Regions from separate parts of the Zea mays genome. Here region 1 is linked to region 2. A link is a contact called in public Hi-C data. All regions are on one chromosome and are shown on one strand. Each heading gives the region's core, a stretch centred on a gene start, on an enhancer-like site or on the middle of the called end of the contact. The rest is flanking DNA. Distances are from core to core; before and after follow the strand shown. Region 1 holds the start of LOC103640990 (probable serine/threonine-protein kinase At1g09600). Region 2 has its middle 80 kb from the start of LOC100283010.

Region 1 (6,898 bases), core at 4,311-6,810, 200 kb before region 2:
TGCTTTGGCGTGGGACAGACGAGGGGATTTTTTAACCACAACCTGAAATTTGCTCCCACGGGGAGTCGAACCCAGGACCTGAGGAATGCTACTCAGACCACCTAACCAACTCAGCTAGAGGCCCTTTCGCTGTTACATCTATCAAGATAACAAATAGTTATTCCTGTATTTAATTTAGAAATAATTTGCTATAAGAGTTCATTCAATATCAACGAAATACACTGATTTTGATTATGGAGATTTACGAGTTACCTACCCATGCTGATGGTTTTGCTACTTCTGTCAACTAGCTTTGGAACTTGTTGAACATCTTAGAGCAATGGGGGAAACAAATGCTCTCTTTCAAAGAAATCCTGTGAGTATCTTACATGTCATACTCTTTTATCGAAAAAGGCTAAATTCTAATTCTCTACCTATCCTTGTAACTGAACTTGGATGGGTTTTGTGGTATCAGGTGTTGAAAAGGGATACGGCCTTGGCAACTGCAGCAATTTACCAGTCAATGTTTGGGTTAGAAGACGGATCTATTCCAGCAACCTTTCAAGTTCTGTACTATTGGAATAACTCTACCTTTATTTGAACCAGAACTGATCCAGTAAAATCTTCTTTTTAGAAAAAAAATGAACTAATCTGGTCTAGAGCTAATTAATCCCTGTAAATGATACACAAACTGGGCTACTGATTGCCAAATATGTTCTTGTTTGTGCAGGTAATTTACATGACTGGCTGGAGGGAGCATCCATCACAGCAAAAGGCTAAGAGAAGGGGTTCTGCGACCATATCATTCGGTGATATACAGAAACAATTTGGTCCCAGTGAGAACTGAGCCTCACTGCTTCAGAAATGGTAGGTGAATACTGGCACTAAGTTCATTTTTTTATTATTTTTCACTATCTCTTTGCAACTGATCTCTCTGCTAACTCTTAGTTTTCTGTTACCAGTGTTCCCAAACCCCACTCAGGCTTTGTTTGGGTAAAGAGGAACTGAAGTGGATTGAGGTGTATTGAAAGGACTGAAAGGGAAATTAGTTCATGTTACACTTCAATACACCCCATACCACCTCAATTCACTCCAATAAGAGATTACCCAAACAGGCCTCATGTGAGAGCCTCCGGAGCTGGGTCTAACCATTTTAGTATTCCCAAACCCTTGATCGAAAATTAAAAAAAAAAACAACATTTGAGGAAAGAAAAGAAATCCTCTGGTGGTTCCACCCAACGGCTTTGTATTCCTGAAGGTTGATGTTTGTGGTGGGCTTCTGTTGCCTGTTGTATGAACATACTGAGTTTGATGGAATCCAGCAATTGTGAAATTCATCTGTAGTGTTACTCCACCCACAAGGTTCGCTAGTGGCGTGCTGCAATGTTACAAGACACCACCACTGTTGTGGTAGACCTGTGAGTGCAAAGAAACTTAGAAATTTATTTACTCCCTTAACAAATGTGTTCAAGTTTTCGCTGGTGGTATGGCTTAGCAATCCTTTACATTATATTTCAGAAACTGTTACTTTTTTTTTTTGAGGAGCCACAACAATTGTTTTCTTCGAAACTTTCAGATTCGAAATGTCGATTCCACCTTCTAAGATTACTATCTGATGCTCGTGATAAACTGATGATTAGCATTGACTCATCGTTCGTTAATAATTTAAGTATGCTTAAACACATCATGTTGTTCTAGCTGCATCATCCTCAGGCTGCAATTATGTCTTGAAGGGCCATGAGACTGCTCGTCTGAAGTTTCAAATCCAGCTCCTGTTGTTTTCCATAATCCAGAGTTGTCAGCAAAATCGATGAACAACTTTACAGTGGCTATTACAACTGCATCAAACTTACAAAAAAAAGGGTGCCTAAACTTTACAGTGGCTTAGCAATTCTCCTTCCCGATTTCTCTGCACTTCAATTTTAAAATGTCTCATCGCATTACAAGCGAAGGTTCTCACCTATGAATTTTAAAAGGTGAGAGCTGTCTCATCTCACTACTTCAATAGCTGACCGTGTTGCATTGCATGTGACAGACAGCTATTGCGGCTCCTCGATATGGCAGCTTTTGATGAGTCTGGGTGAGTCCATGTGAGGCTTCTCCTAGCGCCTTCAGCTGCTCTATGTAGCTACTTGCTTCCCTTACAGAGTCGCGCCTTGCGCACCGCTTCTTGGATGTGCCTCTCGTGCTCCTTGAGCATGTCTTCGATGTTGCCACCCGGTGGCATCAACGGCCCAGAATAGTGGATCCTTTTGTACTTCCTTCCACGGTCCTGCTGGTCACAGCAATTCACATGCATATGATACTAAAAAACTGGCGCGAAATGAAAAAGAAAGAAAAGAACGCCTAGCGTAGTCTGATCTGATCCGAGTACTACTAACCTCCTGCTGGTCTTTCTTCTGAGAGGAGACGGCAGGCCTGTCTGCTCGCTGGTTGCGGTCACCGCCGTTCCTCAAGTCTGCAGCGTCGTACTGTGGCGTATTCGAATTCGATGGCCCTTTCTTCCTCGCAACGCGAACAGAGCTGCAAACGCGGCCGAGGACCGAACGATGGTGATCCCCTGTGTTATTCCACGTGGATCCACACTCAGGAACCTGCGCTGAGGTTGGCAGTGCCCGAGGCTCTACACGGAACCCTGGCACACTGTCCTCGGCGCTGAACTTCTCACAGGTGCTCTTCGAAGTGCTATGCGTGGGTTGCTGCAGATGTTGCATTCATTCACATTATTTCTAATCTTGTTTTAAGCTTTTTTGTATCCTGATTTGTGATGACAAAGCCTACTAATAGATTAAAGCAGCTACTCACCTTAACTTGAGCAGCTATATCAATGGCGCGACTGGCTACTACATGGCTCTCATTTCCAGGTTTGACAGATTCAGCTCCTGGCCCGCCAAGTGCCGCCGCGTTTCTTAGCCTTGATGAAACAGAGTAATGCGAACGTCAGCATCACAATAAACCCTAAATCCACAGATGCAGTACCATGTACCTCCTGGCTTCTTCTTGCCTAAGTCTGACATCGTACTCTTTGCTTGGTGGGAGTTTCGGTAGGCTCGAAGGGTCGCAAGCGAGTGGTTTGGCTCTGAAAAACTGAGGCATATATTCCAAAAACACAAGCGAGTTGATGGCATAAGCGCAGACATATAAGAAACACAAGCTCGGAAGGCTAAGTGCAAAAAAAAAAAAGAATCTTATTACTTCACTTTGAAGAGCTGAGGTGGCTGTTCCACGTCCTTCTGGCTCTAGCGAAAGCAATGAGTCGATGAGAAGTACAGCTGGAGTGGGTAAATCTTTGAAAGTCTCGGTGACACACCGCCTGTATTGCTGCTGAGGCTTGAACATTGCAGTTTCTGGCACCTTCGATTTCTTGCAGTAGTTCTCGGATGGGGAGCCACACAGCTTAAATATCTTGTGGATTTGCTCCACCTGGCAATGGCAACGATTTCGGGCTCATTATATTAATTGGTGATCGATGTCTGGAAGCAAAACGACAAGAAGCATCAATAATCAAATTAGAACTACCTCGGTTCTTCCTGGCATGATTGGCTTGCCAGCAAACAACTCAGCCACGATACATCCTGTGCTCCACATGTCCACCGCAGCAGCATAATCTGTGGCACCCAGCAGAAGCTCCGGTGGTCTGTACCATAACGTCACAACGCGGCTTGTCAGTGGCTGCGGGTTGCTGGGATCGTACGATATTGCCAGGCCGAAGTCTCCGATCTTGAGCGTCCCGTTGCTGTCAATCAACAGGTTCGAGCCCTTGATGTCCCTATGCAGGACCCCGTTTCTGTGGCAATGGTCGAGGCCGTGGAGCAGCTGCTGGACGATGCATTTTATCTGGTGTATATATATATATATTTATTTGCGCTACAGTTTTAGTGTTCGTTCCCAAGTGATGGATGGATGGATGGACAAGGTAAACCTACTAAACCACCTGCGGCTCAGTGAGCTTGAGGCCTGGAGTTGCAACGAGACCAGCGAGGTCATGCTCCATGTACTCGAAGACAAGGTAGAGGCTCTGCGACACGCGGGACGTTACGATCCCTTGGAGCTTTATGACGTTGGGATGGTCCAGCCTCCGAAGGATGTGGATTTCTCTGGCCATGAAGCGCACGCTCTCGGGATCCATGTTGACGAACCGCACCTTTTTTAGCGCAACGATCTTCCCAGATTCCAGATCCCGGGCTTTGTACACCACACTGTAGGTTCCTTGCCCAATCTGCGACGCAAAACAATCTATTCTAGCAATTTGCATGCATGGTATACACTCAGTAAGTAGTTTACCTTGGCCAGTTTCTCAAAGGAATCTGCTCGCCGAGGCAACCAGCCTTCTACTGCTTTAGGTGCCACATTCACGAGCCAAGATGGCCAGCCAGAGACTGCATTAAGCCCTTTAAACTCTGCGTTGTTTCCACTGCTGATCCTAGCATCTAGAGACACTACCACCTTTTCTGCACCATACAGATTTCCTTTGGTCTTTGCATTATTAAGCGCGGCTGAACTGCTGCTGTCCTTCGCGATCGCATCAGTGGCTGGCTCACTTCTCCTTGGCGGCGTTCTGCGTCCAGAAGCGGCATTGGCATCTTCTTTGGCGCCTTTGGAGCAAAGACAGCCCATAAGATGCAGGGCCTTCTTCTTGAACGAGCTGATTGCACTGAGACCAATTTTTGCGGTTTTTCTTGCTAATCTCTGCACTTGACGACAAATGACCATCTCCTCAGCTAGCTTCCCAGTCTTGCTACTGACTTTTGATTGTATCCGTGATGACCATACAATTATTGAAAGAACAGCAGATGAGTTCGTTCTTTATTTTGTGCTTTTTTCCCCCTATATATGATCTTGAGGAACAGGCTACCAGTTTCTTCAATGCCTATTCTCTAGGGGCGCGGGGTGATTAGATGGACTGGCACAAATTGTATAGATATTGGAGAGAAACTGAAATGCGTGAAAATAATGTCAAATTTGGGCAACAGTTTGAAGAAGGCCAGCAAATTAAAACGTTTGGAATTTTATGAATCAGGCTAATCTATCAAAACCAACTACTATGTAGCACACAAGTTTTTTCCAATTCAAATGATTTCATATGAAACACTAGGCGTGATAAAAAAAAACTTTACCTTTGGGAGGAGCTAGCAGCACCCTGACCCAACCGACAGTAAGTTGATTGTGGGCAATGGTTAGCTCTTTCAAAATCTGATCAGGAGCAGGAAAAACCAGCCAAATATGATGAAAATTGCAGATTGGTGTGAAGGCATCCCAGCAACATGAACCAAGAACCAGGTATCAATCTGTTTTTTTCCTTCAATAAACCATTACGACACCAGCTTCCCATTTTGGTCCTTGGACAGAGGGGTGAGTACAAGAACACTAATGCACAACAAAGTTGGATTGCAAACAACAGATAGGGATTTCGCTGTAAGGGAGTTTCATAGAGAAATTTCTTTATTTTTTCTGTCTCTAAAGCAATACACGAAAAAAAATTAAAAAAAAAATATCAAAAGGAAATGAACCAAACCATTAGAAATTGCTAACGGCCAGGTATTCAGAAAGGAACGGATGGGAGATATTGTGAGAGCTAAAATTAGCTCATGGTTACCCTTCTTATCTATAAATAGTTACAAGTCATGTTTCTTCTCTCTCATACCTCCTGTGTATAACCTCCAACAATTTGGATGCGGTTAATGGATAGATGATAGTGTAATTCATTTTACATAAAAACTACTGTAGCAAAAAGAAAATTCTGTAAATTGTAATGTGACTATATTAAATTAGATTTTTGCAGGGCAACTTTTTTAACATATTAAAAAATACTCCAAAAAAATCTATCTCTACTAATTAAAAAAGCAGCACCATCGTGCGATGTTTGTGCTTCACGTGCATTGCATTTGCATACAAGCCTGCCTCCGCGTTTGGAATCACATGCAGCCCCTCCTTTACCCACGCGCTACATGATGCATGCATGCAAGTCTGGTCCCGCGTCCGAATCCTCTCTGCGCGGTGCGCGACCGCTTCGTGGGCCGATGCGCTGCGTGGGTTGCACGCATACCGGGTTAAGTTCATCTAGGCCCTGCCATACATCCCGACTGGAACCTCACAAGATATTAGGCCTACTCATACCTGTCTTTGTCACAAAAATCTAGAACGACTATACAGGTGTGCTAAATAGCTTGACAGGAACAAGATCTTACTTCTCCTTTACATCCCAAGAGCGATTAACACATCTCATAGACATTACAACACAAATCGGAGTAAAGCGGAAAGAGTTATAATAACTTAATTCACATCCAGATGTTTGAGTAAACAATATAAGGAAAGAGTAGTTATTACAATATAAGGGTTTGAGTGCAACCTACTTATTTCATAATTGGAAGGTTAGCACCTTCCATAACCAATACTTAAGTTTCCTCCTCTGCTTTGGGACTACTTGGTGCAGAAGCAACAAAACTCCAAAGGTTCACCATCTGCAACGATGGGTTCAAAGAACCCTAAGTACGAAGGTATTTTCGCAAGTCTTACCTGACTAAAGAAAAGACTATCAATGATATGTTGAATTTTGAGAATAAATGTAAAGTATAGCAAGAATCAAGAACTCTATTGCATCAAAGCTTACTAAAATTGGTCCCCAAGCTTTCATTGTACTTGCCAAATTAAGTAGTTTCCTGAATCTAGATTATCCTAATCTAGATCAATCACTTGTCTTAATCTAGCTTTCTTTTATCACATCCTAGTTTCACTTGTTAAATACGATGTAGGGCAGTGACCAAGTCTTCATATATGAGAAGTAACGACAATCCGAATCAATTAATACCCAGCTGTTGATGTCTAATCACACGATATATGTAGCACTTAACCCTTGCATATGTCAACCGTCTTCAGGTTTCTCAAGACCAGAACGGTTTCACGCCACCCGATAGCACAG
Region 2 (6,984 bases), core at 860-3,359:
CCAAAAACAAAGTAAAACTCTGTTCAACCTACCTACCCCATGTACCCGTAATCGTTATCCCAACTCGGATGATAGTATCTAACACCAAGACTGATGGTCCCTAAATCAGACCCAAAAAGAAGGTTAACCTCGACAATGAAGGATATGGATAGAAACAGACCTTCAGATGAAACAAGATCCACCATCCGGAATAAAAAAATCTCACTTACTTAACTTTCTTTTACCCCCAAACCTTCTCTACACTCACCAAATAGCTAAAACATGATGTACCCTTGTTTTCTATGCCACACCTGTTAATGGCATGAAAATTTTTGGTATATAAAAAAATACTAATTGGAAATACCACTTAGAAAAAATATATACTAGAATTTCATAAAGGTAAAGTCAGCTTGATATGCTTAACTAAATGGTATTCTTAAATAGGAGTATAGAATTTAATGTGATCTAGTGTGATCTAATCCAATGTGGTCTGCTTAAACAGATTAATAGAACTTGGACCCTTCTAAGGTGTTAACTTAATTTAGCACATTATATCAACTCAACCATGAGCTAACCGAACCCATAGAGTCATGATGGATTGTATAATCTGTCTATCCTCACCTAACATCAAACAAGATTTTGACCTACACCATGTAAGTCTATCTCACCCATATCTATCTCATCTTAACAGATATTATTTTACCTTTGTATATTCACCTTATACGACTAGTTATCCCAAGCTTGATATAAAACAATAGATTAAGCCCTGCCAAAGACTCTTCAGTCCATAACCAGCTACTAGCTTATTCGTTCTGCCTACCAAATAATTTTCCTTAAAAAACTATTTTACCATATGCTTCTAACTCAGATGGTCAATACCAGGAAGGGAGGACTATCAGGCAACAGCAAACAGAAATGAGTCCTCCAGATCCTCCATCGGTTGGAATCGATCAAGTGGTTGCTGCCCAAATGATGGTAATACAACAAATGACAAACATAGTTACCGAAATGCAAAATCAGATAAGACAAGAACGCCAGGAAATACGTCAGGACCGGCTGGAGATACTTTAAGAAATAAGGCAAGCACGGTTGGAAAGATAACAACAACAACACCCACTACCTCCACCACCACCAGCTCCACCAAGCTACATAAATATATATATATATATATATATATATATATATATATATATATATATATATATATATATATATATATATATATATATATATATATATATATATATATATATATACTACTATTTGTAAGACCTAAATGTTACTTTAGTTAGTAGATGGTATGATACTATTTTAGGAGGAATAATAAGGTCTATTTGACCCATGTGTTGCTAATAAACTATGCATCATGCTGAGATTTTTGTTTGTGCATATGTGTTGAGACCATATGAGTATACATCCCTTTTCATTCAAATCTCGGGGACGAGATTTCTGTTAAGGGGGGTAGGATTTGTAAAGCCCAAAATTGGTAGGAAAAAACAATAATAATAATAATAATGAAATAAAAAATTTAAGAATCGCGCTTTAGGGATTTTTGAAACCTTCCTGTATTTCTCATGCCTTTGAATGTTTAACTTCAAAAAGAAAAGAGGAAGGAAATTGTATTAAAGTCATTTACTATTGCTAGAATTAAATGGTGGGAAGAAGAATAAATAATAAATAAATAAAATTTCAAAGAGCAAAAGTATTATTCAAGAGAGAATTGTGAATTCAAAGTTCAAACATGAATTTAAATTTAGTTTGGAATTTGAGAATAAGAGAAAGGGGAATAGAAAATAAAATAGAAAAGGAGGAGGCAAAGGAAACAAAAATACTTAAAATAAATATATAAGTCTATAAAAATATATACTTTGCCTTCATGTTGTTATTCTAGATGTTACAATTAAATTAGAATTTGAAACCCCTATTTAAATCTGAATATTGAAGATGGGAATAGAAATAGAAAAAAAAACAGAAAACAAAATAAAAGAAAAGGTTCACCTCCACTGCATGGGTCGAATTTGCTCCTCATGGCCCACTACCCCGCGCCGTCCCGCTTCTACTCTCCACCGCGCGCGCTTCCACTGTGCCAAAACCCTAGCCGCCAGCCTCACTCCTCACCGCGCGCGCGTACGTAAAGCTGGCACTGACTCGTGGACCCGGTCGTGCTTACGCGCGTACCGCCCCACTCACTCACTGCTTGTGGGACCCCCTCGACAGTAGGGTCTTCTTCCCTGTTTGACTCGGACGGCACCGTTGCGAACGGATCAACCGAGACCTCAGGCGAGCGCCCACTTGCTTGAATTTTGCGGGCTGTTACTGTCTCGGCGTCATGATCCAGCACCCGGGAAAAACGCGAAAGCTGCCCACCACCACGGCCGATTAGGAGGTAAGAGAGGGAGAGCTTGAAGACGCCGCCGCGGGCAACTCGACCACACCGTCGTCTAGGCTCTGGCGAGTTCCCTTGAGGTCTCGAAGGATCGTGCTTATCGCGTGTGGGGCCTCGCTGGGCGTGGGAAGAGTCCGGGGCGACGGGAGTTCATTGACGGACTTCACGGAAGCTGCAGAGACACCCCACAACGTCGCCAGACCTAAACACCGCCCAATTGCCGGTGAGAAACCTCTCCAAGCTTTCTTCTCCACGTCTGCGATAAGTAGCATCGATTTGAGAAGGCAATGGGATGATTGTGCGTTAGGAATTTGACGCTGGAGTATGTCACCACCGTGGGTCCGCATGGATGTCGTGGGCGGTATCACCCGCGCTATAGCTTCGTGTAATGTCACCCTAATCTGCTACGCATCGATTCCCGCTTCGTGTAGCACTTTTTAGTTTGGGTAAATGATGAACGTAGCGCCGGGCGTGGATCTCGTCGGGCTCCTCCACTGCGGGAGATTGGCCGGCACCGCCGTCTAGGGGACGCGGGGTAGGAGACGGGTCTTTCAGCCATGGATCTTCGAGTAGACGGCTGAGATTAGGCGCGGGAGCCTACCCCTTCACACTTTAAATCCGAGCCATTGGCGACTCATCCGAGGGCTTGTGTGCGGTAAAGACGTAGTGGGATCCGGGGCGTAGATCTTGGATCCTGGGGCTCGGGTGGCGTACCATTTCGCGAGGCTTCGATCTAATCTGGAACGTCGATTGTGAATCGGGCGGCTAGGATTAGCCCGCACCCATTCGGTTAGAACCTTTTACTAAAGAGACCTTGGGTTTTGAGGGAAATAACCCGCAGTCCTGGCGGGGGAGTTCTGAGTCTACGTAACATTTATGGTTTAGCCCCTGGACTCTCTGGTAATGATGCGCTCGGTCTAGATAATTAGAAAATCAAATAAATTCATTTGGAAAATACTTTTTAATGCAAAAATAATTGCTAGAATTGGTTTAATTCATAGAAAATTCATATGAAGACCAAATCAATCTATTCCAATTTCTATAATTTTATAATATTATTGTTTATCAATTAGTGCCACTATTTTGACATGAAAGTCACATTAAAATTTATATCCTAGTTAATCTTGTACAAAACACATAAAATCTTTAGAAATTCATAACTTAAAATCTATAACTCCGAACTAAACCTTTCCAGTTGCTTTAGCTTATATGAATATTTACTATGCAATAACAACATTTATTATACCATGTCTTGTTATTTTATAATTAGATCTTTATTTAACTTATGTTGGTTGGTCTCGTTAAACTACTTATCATTATAATCTACTAGAATATGATCTATGGTCAATTTATAACTTAGATTAAAGTTGAGATAATTATTTATAGAATAACCTCTCATATGATTTATATTAACCAATTTATAGTATAGTTTAATATTTTAATCACACAGATCTTCTATAAAATCATAACTCCTTAATCGTAACTCCGATCTTAGTAGTTCTCAATCCCACGATCTCGTAGCATCGCGTAAATCATTATTATTCAGTTTGTTCTAATGTTTGGTGTAATGTTAATTTTGTCTATACCATGTCTGTTTATATTGCTACGACTAGCAGTGAGGTCACGAGAATCTGAGGATCATCCTGGTACCTGTAATCTCAAGTCCCAGGCAAGTTGTGCCCTTGATCACTTCCTTTTTACCTAATCATGTTCTTATTAATCATAATGACCTGCATACGTTAATTTGATGGGATCCAATAGGTTACCCTATTTTTGGCTATCTTTATACCTTGTTTTACCACTGAATTTTTTTGGGTAGTATATGCTATTGCTTTATGTGGTTTTGGGTACAGAGATAAACATTACTCATGTTCACACTTTTGTTATCAGTTTATTATTTACTGTTCATGATAAGATCATTATGTTAATGGGAACATGGTGAACCACCCGGGAAAACAGTGCCACCACAAGGGTGGTATGGGACGCCCTTGGCTGACTAATTAGGAAAGCTAGTGGAAGACTACCTTACCCGAAAGGGGCAAGGGCAGTAGGGGAGTTGCATGCAGGGAGGTTCTCGGGTTGATTTTGCTGCGATGGCGGTCAGACGAGGGAGTCTTGCATGTGCTCTTCCCATAAACTATTGTGACAGAACCTCCCAATGTATTAGGCCCACATACAGATGCCCTTGTCCCAAGGACCTCGGAACACCATGCAGATGCACATAATCACTCAACAAGTTCGGTTTTCTGTATCAACATCATATCGCCCAAGAGCGCTTCACCCATCACGTAGACATTACATCACATCGGAGGAAATAATAAGCGGAAGCGGATTACAATGACTTAATTTACATTCATAAAATACAGAGAGAAAGAGTATTATTACAGTACGGGTGCTATGAGTGCATAAAGTATTATTACAAACCAGGGAGGCAAAACACCCTCCCGCACAAAAGTTTATTGCTTTCAAACTGGGAGGCAAACATCCTCCCGCATGCACGATCACTGTTTTGGCTCCTCTTTTGGTACCACCTTTGAACATAAACAAGAAAACTCTGTTGTTTCCTCACCTACAACAACATCGGTTCGAAAACCCTGAGTACGGAGTGTACTTTCGCAAGTCTTACCTGAACAAAATAAAAAGACTCTCAAGGATATGCTGGCTTGAGGGAGTCAAGGTAAAGCTGATCAAGCATCAAAGACTCTATTTGCAGATATGCTTACTAATAGTGGATCCTTAAAAATCCAGTTTTATTGTCAGGTTAAGTAAAGTTACCTGCATCTAGAGTTATTTCTATCCTGGTTCAAGCACTTGGCCTATACTAGCCGCCTTTTTATCAACCCTTCAGTTCACTGGATTGCTACGTGTAAGTCAGTGACCAAGTCTTCATGTCCGAGAAGTAACGGTGATCTGAATCGATTAATACTCAGTTGAGGATCTCCAACCACACGACATATGTAGCACTTAACCCTTGCATATGTCTGTGGCGGAACCGCCCGAATTATTCCAACTTAAGTGCCTAAGTCCCGCCTTAGAGGCTAGACCACACTTAAATGGGAATAATCCGTCAATCCCTCGGATCTAGTCCGACAAGGCCACTGACAGGATCAAGTACCACAATCTCACTCGATGGTGAGTCACAGAGCAAATACAATAAAGCATAAAACCATGCATTAAAGAGTCTTAAATTATTACATCATCATCGGAGTTTTGCAAAAGTAGCCATCATTGTTCGAAGTGCAGCGGAATAAAACTAACGGTAAATAAACAGAGAGATGGGGAAGCCTGTCCCATCACTCCTCATTCTCCTCCTCAGCCGAGGTAGGGTCCCACTTGACAGTTCAACCCGGTGGCAAGATGGACGGCCAAGTCACTCCAGCAACCATGTCCTCCAGAGAACCTGTAAAATTATGCCACAAGCAAGGCTGAGTATACTAATACTCAGCTAGACTTACCCGGTGTGAGGAGTCTACTCCTCTACCTCTAGACATGCAGCTGTTTGGCTGTGGGGTTTGGTTGCCAAAAGCACTAGCTGAGTTTCTAAGTCAAGTTTTAACTTTGTCAATTTAAGTGTGACTCTCTTAAGGCTAAATGTGTACTATCTACTCATACATAGTGGCAAACATTATTAGCAATCAACATCTTATATCAACTCATCATATTTCCACTTGTTACTCAATGTAGCAGCATGGATCAAGCAGTCTCATTAGCTGTGAGAAGCAGACGATTCGAATCGAGTTTTCATCCTTGCAAGGTAAACCTAAACACATGACATGTAGGGGCACTCCTTCCCCACACACATCAACTGTCCCCATCGATTCCCCGTCAGCAGATCAGGGCTCACCGCCTTGGCGTACAATGCCTCACTGACCCCGACTGCCGTCGTGCAGTGACCGCACTTGTACCCACCATAACCGGAATGGGAGACCACGTCTCAGGTCGCGTGAGGGGATATGTCCACTGCCAGGTTCACTCAGGTACTAGGCTTACCGATTTACCATATTTCTCGGCATGTGCTTAGTACGTTCAAACGCTTGACTCACGGTACCACACATTAATCCTTATTCCAATTTTTTTATCATGTAGACAACCAATCCCCATGGATTGTTGCCCACAAACCAACATCAATATGATAAGAAAGTGGATACAGCCAATTCCTGACCTCGCGCGAGTGCTAGAAAAATCACTCGACTTCTACCGAGATCCTAATTAATAAAGCAGCTACTCGCCTTAGCATACTAGTATTCACCACAATGGGATTCCTGAGATCATGCAACTAGGGTTTCAAACAACTCCTACACTTAAGTGCACAATCAATCCTACAATCATTAAGTAAATTAAAATAGCATAATTAACAGGTTATGCATAAAACCGGAGCTTGCCTTCCAAAGCAGTGGCAGGCAGGTCCTCTGGTGCAGGCTCTGGTGCTGGATCTGGGGCTACCTCCTGAGCAGCTCCTTGCTCTGGCACGAGGACGTACTCTCCGTCAGCAAGGTTACAGTCTATCGAAATGCAATGAACATGTATGTCATGATTATGCAGGATTTAATAACATTATGCTAAGAGAAGAAAAACTAAGTTAAGGAATAACTTAGGGTTTCCGGGTCATATGTGGCATT

Evidence for each region. Hi-C and Micro-C count contacts between places; a contact is called where the count stands out from the background.
Region 1: a Hi-C map of ear shows a contact between it and region 2, with 2.2 times the contacts expected there. The contact joins the promoter of LOC103640990 here to the enhancer-like site in region 2. A contact is called at or near these places in 3 of 25 Hi-C or Micro-C datasets (ear, endosperm and leaf).

Annotation. Positions count from the first base shown.
Region 1 is chr10:30,645,692-30,652,589 of Zm-B73-REFERENCE-NAM-5.0, reverse strand. LOC103640990 (probable serine/threonine-protein kinase At1g09600) reads right to left here and starts at 5,560. Exons shown (of 9, transcript XM_008664416.3): 1 at 5,097-5,560; 2 at 4,264-4,914; 3 at 3,914-4,198; 4 at 3,499-3,816; 5 at 3,175-3,402; 6 at 2,966-3,066; 7 at 2,785-2,893; 8 at 2,361-2,678; 9 at 1,633-2,251. The coding sequence starts at 4,692. The coding sequence ends at 2,108. LOC100276173 reads left to right here. Exons shown (of 10, transcript NM_001150023.2): 7 at 291-355; 8 at 455-544; 9 at 710-846; 10 at 942-1,453. The coding sequence ends at 826.
Region 2 is chr10:30,445,731-30,452,714 of Zm-B73-REFERENCE-NAM-5.0, reverse strand. No RefSeq gene overlaps it. Among protein-coding and RNA genes, the nearest start is that of LOC100283010, 80 kb to the right of the region's middle. Within about 2 kb of position 2,109, at least 17 of the 20 cell types and tissues checked have an H3K27ac peak or open chromatin away from gene starts, as enhancers often do. A contact at or near this core is called in ear and leaf, where this site is marked.